Linked DNA regions of Oryctolagus cuniculus: region 2 is linked to region 1. The links are chromatin contacts, called in public Hi-C maps. All regions are on one chromosome and are shown on one strand. The core of a region is the stretch at or near the end of the contact, and the rest is flanking DNA. Distances in the headings are between cores, read along the strand shown. Region 1 has its middle 240 kb from the start of INHBA. Region 2 has its middle 13 kb from the start of C16H7orf25.

The links. A called contact is a pair of places that touch in the nucleus more often than the background predicts.
Region 2: a Hi-C map of psoas muscle shows a contact between it and region 1, with 6 times the contacts expected there. The contact joins two enhancer-like sites. A contact is called at or near these places in 4 of 6 Hi-C or Micro-C datasets (ear pinna, embryonic fibroblasts, psoas muscle and 1 more).

What each region holds. Positions count from the first base shown.
Region 1 is chr16:31,936,194-31,941,571 of mOryCun1.1, forward strand. No RefSeq gene overlaps it. Among named protein-coding and RNA genes, the nearest start is that of INHBA, 240 kb to the left of the region's middle. Within about 2 kb of position 1,523, at least 1 of the 8 cell types and tissues checked has an H3K27ac peak or open chromatin away from gene starts, as enhancers often do.
Region 2 is chr16:32,822,398-32,827,990 of mOryCun1.1, forward strand. No RefSeq gene overlaps it. Among named protein-coding and RNA genes, the nearest start is that of C16H7orf25, 13 kb to the right of the region's middle. Within about 2 kb of position 3,039, at least 1 of the 8 cell types and tissues checked has an H3K27ac peak or open chromatin away from gene starts, as enhancers often do.

The DNA of each region.
Region 1 (5,378 bases), core at 273-2,772:
CCCATGCCAGCAACACCATGTCCACCTGTTTTCAGGGGCACTGCTGCTCCCAACTGAGAAAGACTCCCTAGAAACCGAGTGACCACCACCTACTGCTTTTCATGGGGCAGACACTGCACTAGATAAGTGGTCCACGTCATCTACTTAGGTTCACAACCACTGGATGCAACAACCGTGATACCTCCCCTTCTCAGTGAAGCCGTTCCCAAGACCAAGCTCTCCTGTAGCTTTTACCACATCGCTTTCAAAATGCCCTCCTGGGGCTCACCTCCTCCCCTGCCCAAGAGCTCCTGGAGACCGCTCTGTTTTTCACTCTGGCTTCTCAGCATAGTGATGCTGTGCTAAGCAACACACCCACTCTCTACTCTGCTACTGGGCACTGCAATGATCTGTCCGCTAAGCCCATGCTTTTTCAAAAAGAAAAAAATTACAAGAGGGGACATTTGGGGGTCCACACCCCTAACCACAGTCCCTGGGTCTCAGATCCCAGCTCTACTCTTCCAATCCAGCTTCCTGCTAATGCATATTCTGTGTGGCAGCAGGTGATGGCTTGAGGACTTGGGTCCCTGCCACACACATGGGAGATCCCACACGGAGTTCCTGCCTCCTGGCTGCAGCCTGACCCAGGCATTTGGGAGAATGAACTAGTGGATGGAAGATCTCTCTTCCTGTCTCTTTCTGTCTGGCCTTTCAAAGAAAATAATTACTTAACTAAAACACTTTATGGAGGTGTGATTGCTATGGGAAAAGAAACTACATATATTTTTCACCACCCCATAAACCACTTCCCAAGTGGGATGAGGTAGAAGCCAGGGAGGGTAATGGAGAAGAGCTGACCTCTCCTTTTCTGCGGTTTTCTGCGTCTGAGGGTGCATGACCAACAGGTGTGTAGATGGGCTGCAGAACAGCAAAAACTGCCCCTGACTTTTGGTGAAAGAACCAAAGCCAAAGCCGAGAAGGAGGCGTCTAAGGTCTGAAAACAGCTCCACCTGCGCCTTCCAACGCAGGCGGGGTGCAGTAAACGCTCACAGACGCCAGGGGGCGATGTGTGACCGTCGTTTCTCATTTGGCTCCGTGGGGAAGCCTGAAGCGGTTTCCAGCTGTCTTCTCCCCTTGAGTGATAAACCCGAACTGAGAGAGCTACGTGCCCACGGCCGGGGAATGTTTTACCTTCTGCATGGCCCGCTCCTGGACAGGGACGAGTCCAGCACGGATCCGCACGCAGCAATGGGCCGGGCCCGCAGGCACGGGGTCCCGTCCGCGTCCTCCTTCCTACCACCTCCAATAAATGACATCCGCATTAGGAAGCGAACCCAGGCCTCCGAATTCGAGGCCTGCACTTGGCAGGAGCCCTGGGAGTTTCCCCAGGAAGGGGTGCCTCCCCCGCGCGCGCCGTAGGCCCCCCAGGCCCATCCCACTGGCCCTCGTGCCCTGTCGCTCCCACGCATGGGCGTGGGCTCCCGGGAGGACCCTCCCCCGCCGGCCGCGAGGTCCCTTGGGGCCCCCTCGGCTGCCCTGGACCAGGTGGAAGGCCTCGCACGCCCGCCCGAGCCTCGCTTCCCTTCTGCCCGTCCAGCGCCCTGGCTGCCTCAGCAGACACGAAGAGCCCCGGCCCTGTGGCCGTCGCCATGACCATCCCTGCCCTCCTCGGGGCCCTGCGTGTCCGGGGAGCACGCAAACCCGGGCCTGCCGGGACCATCTGGCCTGTGAATCCAAGAGTCACAGCCCCAGCGGCTTACAAAGCAACCAGGAGCCGGCGAAGCCTGCTGGGGAGCGCGGGTGGGAGGGATGGCAGGTGGCACAACCCGCTCCTGAGAGGGCGTGCCCACGTTACAGACGGGGAAACTGAGTCACGGGTGGTTCGGACACGTGTGCGAGGGACCACGCGGTTTCCTAGCCCAGCCTCGCTCCCTGCGCAGCGCCTGTGCCTTCCCAAGCATAGAGAACTTACTTTTTTTTTTTTTTTAATTAAAGAGAAACGCAAAATGGCGCATTCACTAGGTCTTCCGGGCTGGGCCTCCCCGGAGTCCCTGCCGCTTGTACTGAGGGAGACGCCGAAGGCCCCGTCGACGACGGCGGCAAGGCGAGGGCTCGCTCCGCTCCACAAGTGGCACGCTGTGACTCCAATGGGAACCCCGAGCGCATTTTCAGACGCCACGTCGCCAGACTTTTCCTTGTTCAAGCAGTGCCCAACCCCTGCGTGGCACTTTCCGCCCGTGAGGGGCCCGCTTGGCTCTTGCACGGCGGCCCGGGCCCGGCTGCGCACGCAGACCCGCGACGGGCGGGCGGGCGGCCGCTCCCCGGCTCCGCCGCGCGGGGGCAGCAGCGGCCTGGCGGGAAGCGGCCGCGCGCGGAGCCGCCCGGCGCCGTCGCCCGAGCGCCCGCGGCCCAGCGCGCCGCGTCGGTGTGGGCGCAGGGGCTGGGACGGAGGCAGGGTCCCGGCCCTCTTGGAAATGAGGCAGATGCAGCACGCCGGCCAGAGACGGCGGGAGAGGGCCTCGTGGACCTTCCTCTCCTCTCGCCCACACTGGTGTCCCCTGCCCGCCTGTCCCTCTGGGCCCCAGAGCCTTCGCGGCCGCCCACCGCCTGCCCCTTGTCCCCCGGCCGCCTCACACCGTCCCTTTAGCCTTCCTGTCCGCCCGCCCGGGCACTCGTCTTCTAGGCTTGGGCTGCCTCACAGTACCCAGGGCTCCGGCTCTCAGGATGACCCGGACATCTTGGGTCCTGGATGAGGACCCTGAGGCCCCCAGCGTCGGTGGCGTTGGCGGTGGGGACCTGAATGGGCACCTGTGCGCGAACACTGCCTGCCTGGGTTCCCAGAGAGCAGGCTGTGCTCATTCCTAAGTAAGCTCAGAGCGGTGCGCTTGCAGGTGGCTGGCTCCAAGTTGTGTAGCACAGTTACCGAATCGGGCTCTTGCATCCTGTAGCATCCAGGGTTAGCGCTCTCCTGTCTTCACAGCAAGCCAGAGGTGTGGAGTTCATTTGTCACGTGGACGCGCCCTGCCTGTCTCCTGCGGAGTCCGGGGACTGCCGGGAGAATTCGATCTGGACTCCATTCTGAAGCCTTTTGACTGCACCTCCAATGCATGGACTTCAGAATCATTACTCATTTTTCTGGGGCATCCGTGCTCCCCGCTCTGCGCCTTGGGGCTGTGGCCTCCGTGTTCTGTGTCTATGCAGTGTGTGAAAATTATTGAAGATATGCGAACTCAAGTGTCTGGAGGAAAACTCAAGTTTTGGGTTTCAGTGACTGAGGAACTGGAAATTAAATGATAATAAACAAATTAACACGAGAAAAGGCCACGCTTACTCGCACCGCCTGTGAGTAATTCGCTGCATAGCCAAGATAAATGTCGAACAATTTGACAGAAAAAGTGTTGCAGAGAGTGAGGCTTCCAAGATGAAAGAGCTGATGAGTTTCCTTCCCATCATTCTGTGCGAGGGTCCAGTGCCTGTGTTCTGCCGCGTCCTGAGATTGCGGGGTAAGAAGAGTCCAGGGCAAGGACTTGGGAAGCTCTGCTTTAGCCAGAGGAGGGAAATTAGGTAAGGTTTTGTTGGGTTCTGCTTCTTTCATTTCCTCCGAAACCTCGGGAGAAGTTTCACAGACAGGGAGCACGGTTGATGGTGGCGCAGGGCAGGTGCAGGTTATGAATGTAGTGTTGAATGAGGAAACAAAAGAGAAAGATTCACGGTTGGGGCAGGAATGAACAGTTCCTGGACCCAGAGGGTAGTCAGCTGGGAAGATTTTTAAACCTCGTGTTTGGAAAGTTTTTGCACGGTGCCCTGAGGACAGCAGGGGCAGTCTGGTAGATCTCCCAGGTTAGAATTTTAATGTCTTTGGTAATAGCTCAGGCATCAGTGTCGTGGTCATGGTATTTCCTACAACAAAGCATGAAGTTGCAGGTGTCTGGTGAACTCCCTGAGCAGCCCACCTGGCCGTGGCACGAGGCACAAAGTCCTGTATACAAAACCCGTTGTTTTCACAGTCATCCTGCTTCAGCACACTTGGACTTTTGCAGACCCTTGGGTATAGTCCGGTACATGAGTCAAAATGATGTGGGAAGTCAGGTTTTCCTTCTCAGTGATTCCAAGTCAAGAGAGTAGGAATAAAAATAGGAAACATTAGTTTGGAGGATTGCAGCCATATATGGAAGGAAAACAGAAAGAATGTAAAGTTTTGGTAAGCTCTGACAAAATGTGGAAGATGGCAGAATCCAATCCAGTTTATAGCAGGACTATAAAGATTGTGAACAAAAGTAAAATCTTATAACTCACAAGGGTGTGTTACAGTTTTCTACTTTTTAAAAAGATTTATTTAGTTAGTTGAGAGGCAGAGAGAGAGAGAGATTCCTTCCATCCATTGGTTCATTCCCTAAATGGCCTCAATGGCCGGAGCTAGGCCAGTCCGAGGCCAGGAGCCAGGAGCTTCTTCTGGGTCTCCCATTTAGGTACAGGGGCCCAAGCACATGGGCCATTTTCCACTGATTCCCAGGCCATTAACAATCCAACGCTGTGATTCAATTTTAAACAGAAGCCTGAGCCCCAGAGTACCTGTCACAGTTCTTTCCATGGGTCTTGAAGACAGTTGTTTTTGTTGTTGTTGTTGTCCTGATTTGTAGAATTACAAGGACTTCTAGGAAAGCATCACAGTAAAACAACCACTTGAAGGTGTAAAAATGGGCATGGTTTTAAGTATCAGCTGGAATTATGGGGATGACATTGTAGCAGACATAGCACAGTGAGTGCATTGCGAAATTTCGGGGGCGTGTAAATAATTCTGGGAATATTAATAATTACTAATATTTAATCTTACAAATATAACCTCAGGAAGGCCATGCATCTCTTCCTACTTGACCATGTTTCTTATTTAATTAACATGTAATTAATTGTTACCATCTCTCTTGTTACAAGTGAAAATAACAGCTCCTTTAAGATGTTCAGGGTATCTTCTAGAAAATTGCAGTCAGCCTGCACTGTAGATTTCATTGAGGGCTTGATTTGGTGAGGTAAATATCAAAGGCTGTCAAAAGTGTCCAGTGGCTTGACTCCTTGATTAAATAGGATGATATGCCGCTGTGAAATAATGCTTAGTTATCTATTTGATCAAAGTGATAAAGGATTTTAAGTGAAAATATAGGAAAATCTGATTTTTTAAAAATCTCGTGCTTTTTTTTCTTTGAAAGAGAAAGAGTGCCCCCTTCCACTGGTTCATTCCCCAAATTTCTGCAATGGCCACCTATTAGAGCTGCGATGGGAACTGGGAAATCAAACCAGGTTTCCATCATGGGAGGCAGGAGACCAACTGAACCATCACTGCTGCCTCCCAGGGTCTGCTTTTAGTTGAAAGCTGGGGTCAGGAGCTGGAGCCAGGTATTGAA
Region 2 (5,593 bases), core at 1,789-4,288, 890 kb after region 1:
GAATCATTGTTTCCTTTTTTAAAAAACATAATTGTCTTGATTTTAAAATGGGATAAACTTTATTTATCTTTATTTTAAAATGAAATAAACAGCATAATGATAAAAACAATCTAATATGGATACATTCTATTTGTTGTTATTATTTTTCAGAGCTATTGCAAACTTTGTCACCTGAGAATAAAAGTACAATGCTTACAAAAAATTACTGTTCCATTTAATCAAGGAACCAGTCAAGGAACTAGCTAAGGCTTGGCAGAGGATTGCATTATGGTTATGAAGTTAACTGAAAATCAGATAACCCTGGAGGATCATTAACCTCTCTACTGAAGAAGCCTACTGAGAGCCCACCCAGGACCAGACCTTGGCGGGTAACTGGTGCTTAGATAGAGTCCAGGAGTCCAAGGGCACTATTAGGAAACACCAACAAATCCATCTGGATACTCCATGGCCTGTAAGTATACTGTGCTCCTTGAGAAAATTTTAGGTAGAGATGGTTGGTTCATTTTCCAGTTCAAGTTTTTCTTATGTTGGATTAGCCTTATTTGATCATTTTGTCTTTCATTCATGTACCTTTTACGATAGACCACTCTGCTTGACTCCCATTTGATTTTCGTCCTGCAGGATTTTTTTTATGATTGTAAATTTGCCCTACTGCCCCATGTTCTGTTTTGCTTCCATGTTCTGTATTTTAGAAATCACGTGGGAAGTGTAGAGAAAAGGACACAACAGAGAATGCACAAGGCACCCTCTTAAGCAAGTGGAAGCGACTTACGTTTTAGTCCTGATTCACATGATTCCCATTTATTTTTCTTTCTTTACTTAATGGACTAAAATCACAAAAATCTTTACCAGAAGACATGTCAGGAGGGCTGGAATCTTAGAGATGGTGGTATTGGTAATGGGGCAAACAAGATGTGAAGACAAAGACAAGACGTCTGAAATGACATCGAAAACATAAATAATCGGAGGTGACTCCTCCCCTCCAAGTTCCATCTGTATGCCAAATAGTTCCTCTGCTTTTCCATCATTCTTTGTGAAATACAGAAAACAGAATCATGCATCAAAATAAAAATACTCTGCTGATGACATTTGCTGATCACGCCGTCGTACGTGTCTCTAAATGAGTAATTGATGGATATTAAAATCTGACTATTTAATAGGAATTTATTTTATTTGTATCATACTTCCATTCAAAAAATGCTTTAAAGGAGTTTATAAGGTGAGAAGAAAAAAAAGGACAAAGACGAGACTCTAGCAGGACTGAGGGCCGGAACTGACCTAAAGAAACAGAGTGCACTACGTCCCCCAGTGGACTGTCAGAGTGCTGCCACTGAGGCCGAGGCAGCCGCGTCGTCTCGCCCACCGCTGTGCACCTCGAAGGTGAAGCTCAGAGTCAGGTGAACAAGTGGCAGACAGCGTTTGCAGAGATGGCTAGTCTTGAATCTGGGGACCTGATTGATTGATTGATTGATTGATTTTGACAGGCAGAGTTAGGCAGTGAGAGAGAGACAGAGAGAAAGGTCTTCCTTCTGTTGGTTCACTCCCCAAATGACTGCTACGCCAATCCGAAGCCAGGAGCCAGATGCTTCCTCCTGGTCTCCCTTGCGGGTGCAGGGCCCAAGGACCTCGGCCATCCTCCACTGCACTCCCGGGCCACAGCAGAGAGCTGGACTGGAAGAGGAGCAACCAGGACAGAATCCAGCACCCCAACCAGGACTAGAACCCGGGGTGCTGGCGCCACAGGCAGAGGATCAGCCTAGTGAGCCGCGGTGCTGGCCGACCAGATTTATTTATGTATCTGGATTATCTTTGAATTGTTTCTATCAGCCCTGAAACCTGTGTCCCATACCTGTCTACAAGAAGTCCGTCTTTGCCCCCACTCCATTCCTCCTCCTTTATTTCCAAATATACACAGACACACAGGAGAGGGATCCAGTGTGCATGAAACTGAAGACAGTCCTCGTTATGAAACCCTTAGGAGCCCTGCTCCAGGAGCTGCTCAGCTGTGGAGTGCCATTCTCAAGCCTCACAAGATCATCTACTTGTCACGTCTGAATTATTGCCAGAACTCTTAGCTGGAGTTAAAAGGGGAATGATTATTCTTAGGAGTTAAGCAAAAACAAACAAACAAACAAACAATTTGAATTTTCAAAATGAAAAGTAGTTAAGATATTAAAAAAAGAGGATCAAAGGAAAAGTATGTGAGGTTATGTGCCTATATAGATATGTGTGTATGTATATATGAGTGTGTACCTATGTGTGTATATGTGTGCACGTGTTTTTGAAAGTTTATGGATATGTATCCCTGTGCATATGTGTATGTACACATGTATTTGTGTGTGTGTGTGTGTGTGTGTAAGACATAGGATAAGGGTACTTCAAAAAGTTTGTGGAAAATGGAATTAACAGATAAGTTTATTTTGGTTCAAAACATTTTGAAATCAATGCATAGTTTTTTAAAATAATGTGCATTCCCCTTGAACTTTTTAAGTATTATCATATATAATATAAATTCTAAATTATTCCAAAAATAGACAGCATGAAAAGCAAGAGCAATTACATTTAAAAGGTACAGAAACTATGGTAGCTAACAAGATTTGATAGGGTGCATTTATTTTGTGTCAGATTCTGTTCTAAGAGCTATGCAATATTTCGTTTCACTTTAATCCTCCTAGCACCTCCATAAAATAGATACTAATTTTTGCACATATGGAAACACAATTTGATGAAGTTGACACCCGCCCCTCGTCATCCAGGTTGTGGCAAAACTTAGAATCAAATCGGAATCTGACCATTGCATTGTGCTGCCCCCTGGTGGGAAAAGCTGGTAAGTACCAAAACTGAATTCCCGCTCTGTTCCACCTTTATGAGTAACATGAGCTGAGTTTGGACAGCTCATCTCTGAAGTACCTTTTCTTTCCAACATTCTTTTTGTAAAATATTGCGTATTTCTTTATTCTATATTTGAAAGACAGAGAGATAGAGACAGAGAGACATCTTTAATCCCCGGATTCACTTCCCAAATGCCAGCTGTGGGACAGGGCCAGGAACCAAGAACTATTTAGGTCACCAGTATCGGTATCAGGGATCTCAGTACTTGAGCCATCATCTGCTGTCTCCTGGAATGTACATTAGCAGGAAGACGGATAGAAGCAGACAACCAGGACTCAAACCAGACACTCTATATTGAAGGCAGTTCTTCTTCTTCTTCTTCTTTTTTAAGATTTATTCATTTCTTTGAAAGTCAGAGTTACACAGAGAGAGGAGAGGTAGAGAGAGTGGCAAAGGTCTTCCATCTGTTGGTTCACTCCCCAGTTAGCCGCAGTGGCCAGAGCTGAGCCGATCCGAAGCCAGGAGCTTCCTCCGGGTCTTCCCACGAGGGTGCAGGGGCCCAAGGAGTTGGGCCATCTTCTACTGCTTTCCCAGGGCTTAGCAGAGAGCTGGATTGGAAGTGGAAGGCCAGGGCATTAACCCTCCGTGCCACAGCACCGTCCCCAGAATGCAGTTGTTATTCTAAGAGGAGTCTTTTTTTTTTTTTTTTTTTTGGACAGGCGGAGTGGACAGTGAGAGAGATTGAGAGAGACAGAGAGAAAGGTCTTCCTTTTTTTCCCATTGGTTCACCCCCCAATGGCCACTGCGGCCGGCGCACTGCAGCCAGCGCACCACGCTGATCCAAAGCCGGGAGCCAGGTGCTTCTCCTGGTCTCCCATGCTGCGGGTGCAGGGCCATCCTCCACTGCCCTCCCAGGCCATAGCAGAGAGCTGGACAGGAAGAGGAGCGACTGGGACAGAATCCGGCGCCCCGACCGGGACTAGAACTCGGTGTGCCAGCACCGCAGGTGGAGGATTAGCCTATTGAGCCACGGCGCCAGCCCTAAGAGGAGTCTTAATTGTGCCAAATGCCTGATCCCTATTTCCAGCATTCTTAATGGCACCAGAGTTGGAAAAGCATGATGCTATGTAAAAAGTTCTTTGCAAAAAAAATGGAATTTCAGAGCAAAGAAAACTCAAAATCCATGCTTAATTTTTCCATTAATATCCACTTTCACAAACTTTTTGAAGATCTCTCATATGCCTCAATCAAGAATTCATGAACAATTATTTTCCTTGGTGCAGGCATTTTAGAAGGAAATAATAGATTTTTAAAGAAATTTATTTAAAGGGAGAGCATTATGCTATAGCTATAGATATAAAAATAGATGTAGGTATAGATAGATGTAGACATGTCATTGCATATGGCTGTGCTATAGATGTGTATTGTACTCGCTGACAGATACAGCTGTCATTAAGGAAATAAGACAAAGTGTCCAATCTGCAATTAACTACAATTTTGATTTCTGACAGATCTCAAAACAGAGGAGTAAAAGTATTCTTAGGAGGAAATATTTTGTATTATAGTGTTCATCTCTGTAACTAATTCTAGCATCCAAACTAGAAAATATTTTACACTGATATCTGCATTGCTTCATTCTTAGAGTAACCCAAAGACTGAATCAAAATTTTGGAATGAGATAAAAAAGAATAAAGCACATTCAAAGGTCCCCTTTAAAAATACAATTATATGAGAATATCCCTGAAATTACATGAAGTTAGATAATGAAGACTAAATTGAAACATAATACAGGTAGAGTCGGTGGAAACGTACCTTAAATAGTTTTGAAAAGGGTGGGCATTTTGTTGCAGTGGATTAAGTCATAGCTTGGGTCATCCATGTCTTATATCAGAGTGTTGGTTGGAGTTCCTGCACCTCCACTTGTGATCCAGCTTCCTACCAGTATATCCTTGGAGACAGCAGATGATGAGCCCCTACCACCTACATGGGAGACCCTGATGGAGTTATGGGCAGTATATCAGAATACAAACCACAATATTTATTAAAAGAATTCACTTATATTGGACTACTCTCCAAAGTTATGTTGCAGTACATGTAAAATGATAATAAAATTATATTTTCTCAGAATTATATGGAAAACCACAAAGTAGAATTTTGTCCACTGAGCAATAATAAAATTAAATGGAGTGAGTGAAAAATTTTCTTATGTTGTAAAGTATTTCATAGGCTCCAACTTCTTATTTTATCTCGAAGTAAATTATACATCAAATATGTATATATTAAAACAAAACCAAATGGCATTGTGCCACAGTGAATTAAACTACATCCAAATCAGGATGCTGGTTCAATCCCAGCTATTTCTCTGTTTGCCAGGGTCCAAGAACAATGACAGCTGAGTAGCACTGAGTTCCCCAAGTCTTCAGCCTTTTCTCCCAAAATACCATTGGCTCCTGGAAGCAACGGCAGATCCCAAGCCTCTGGCAGGAAAATCCAGATAATTCAAAGACATCTTGTTCTGCCAGAAAGCATGAAACCAAAGATAATGGGATTTGTCAAAAGGACATACGGATCTTGAAGGGCTTTCTGTTTCCTCACGTCTGAACAGTTAAAGCACCAAAAAGAATATTAGATGAAAGGACAGCAAGAGAGATCCTATAGTGATAGAAATGTTCACCGTCTTGACATGATTGATGTCAATATTCTTGTGATATTCTACTATAGGTTTTCGAGATATTACTATTGGGGGAAACTGGGCAGAGGG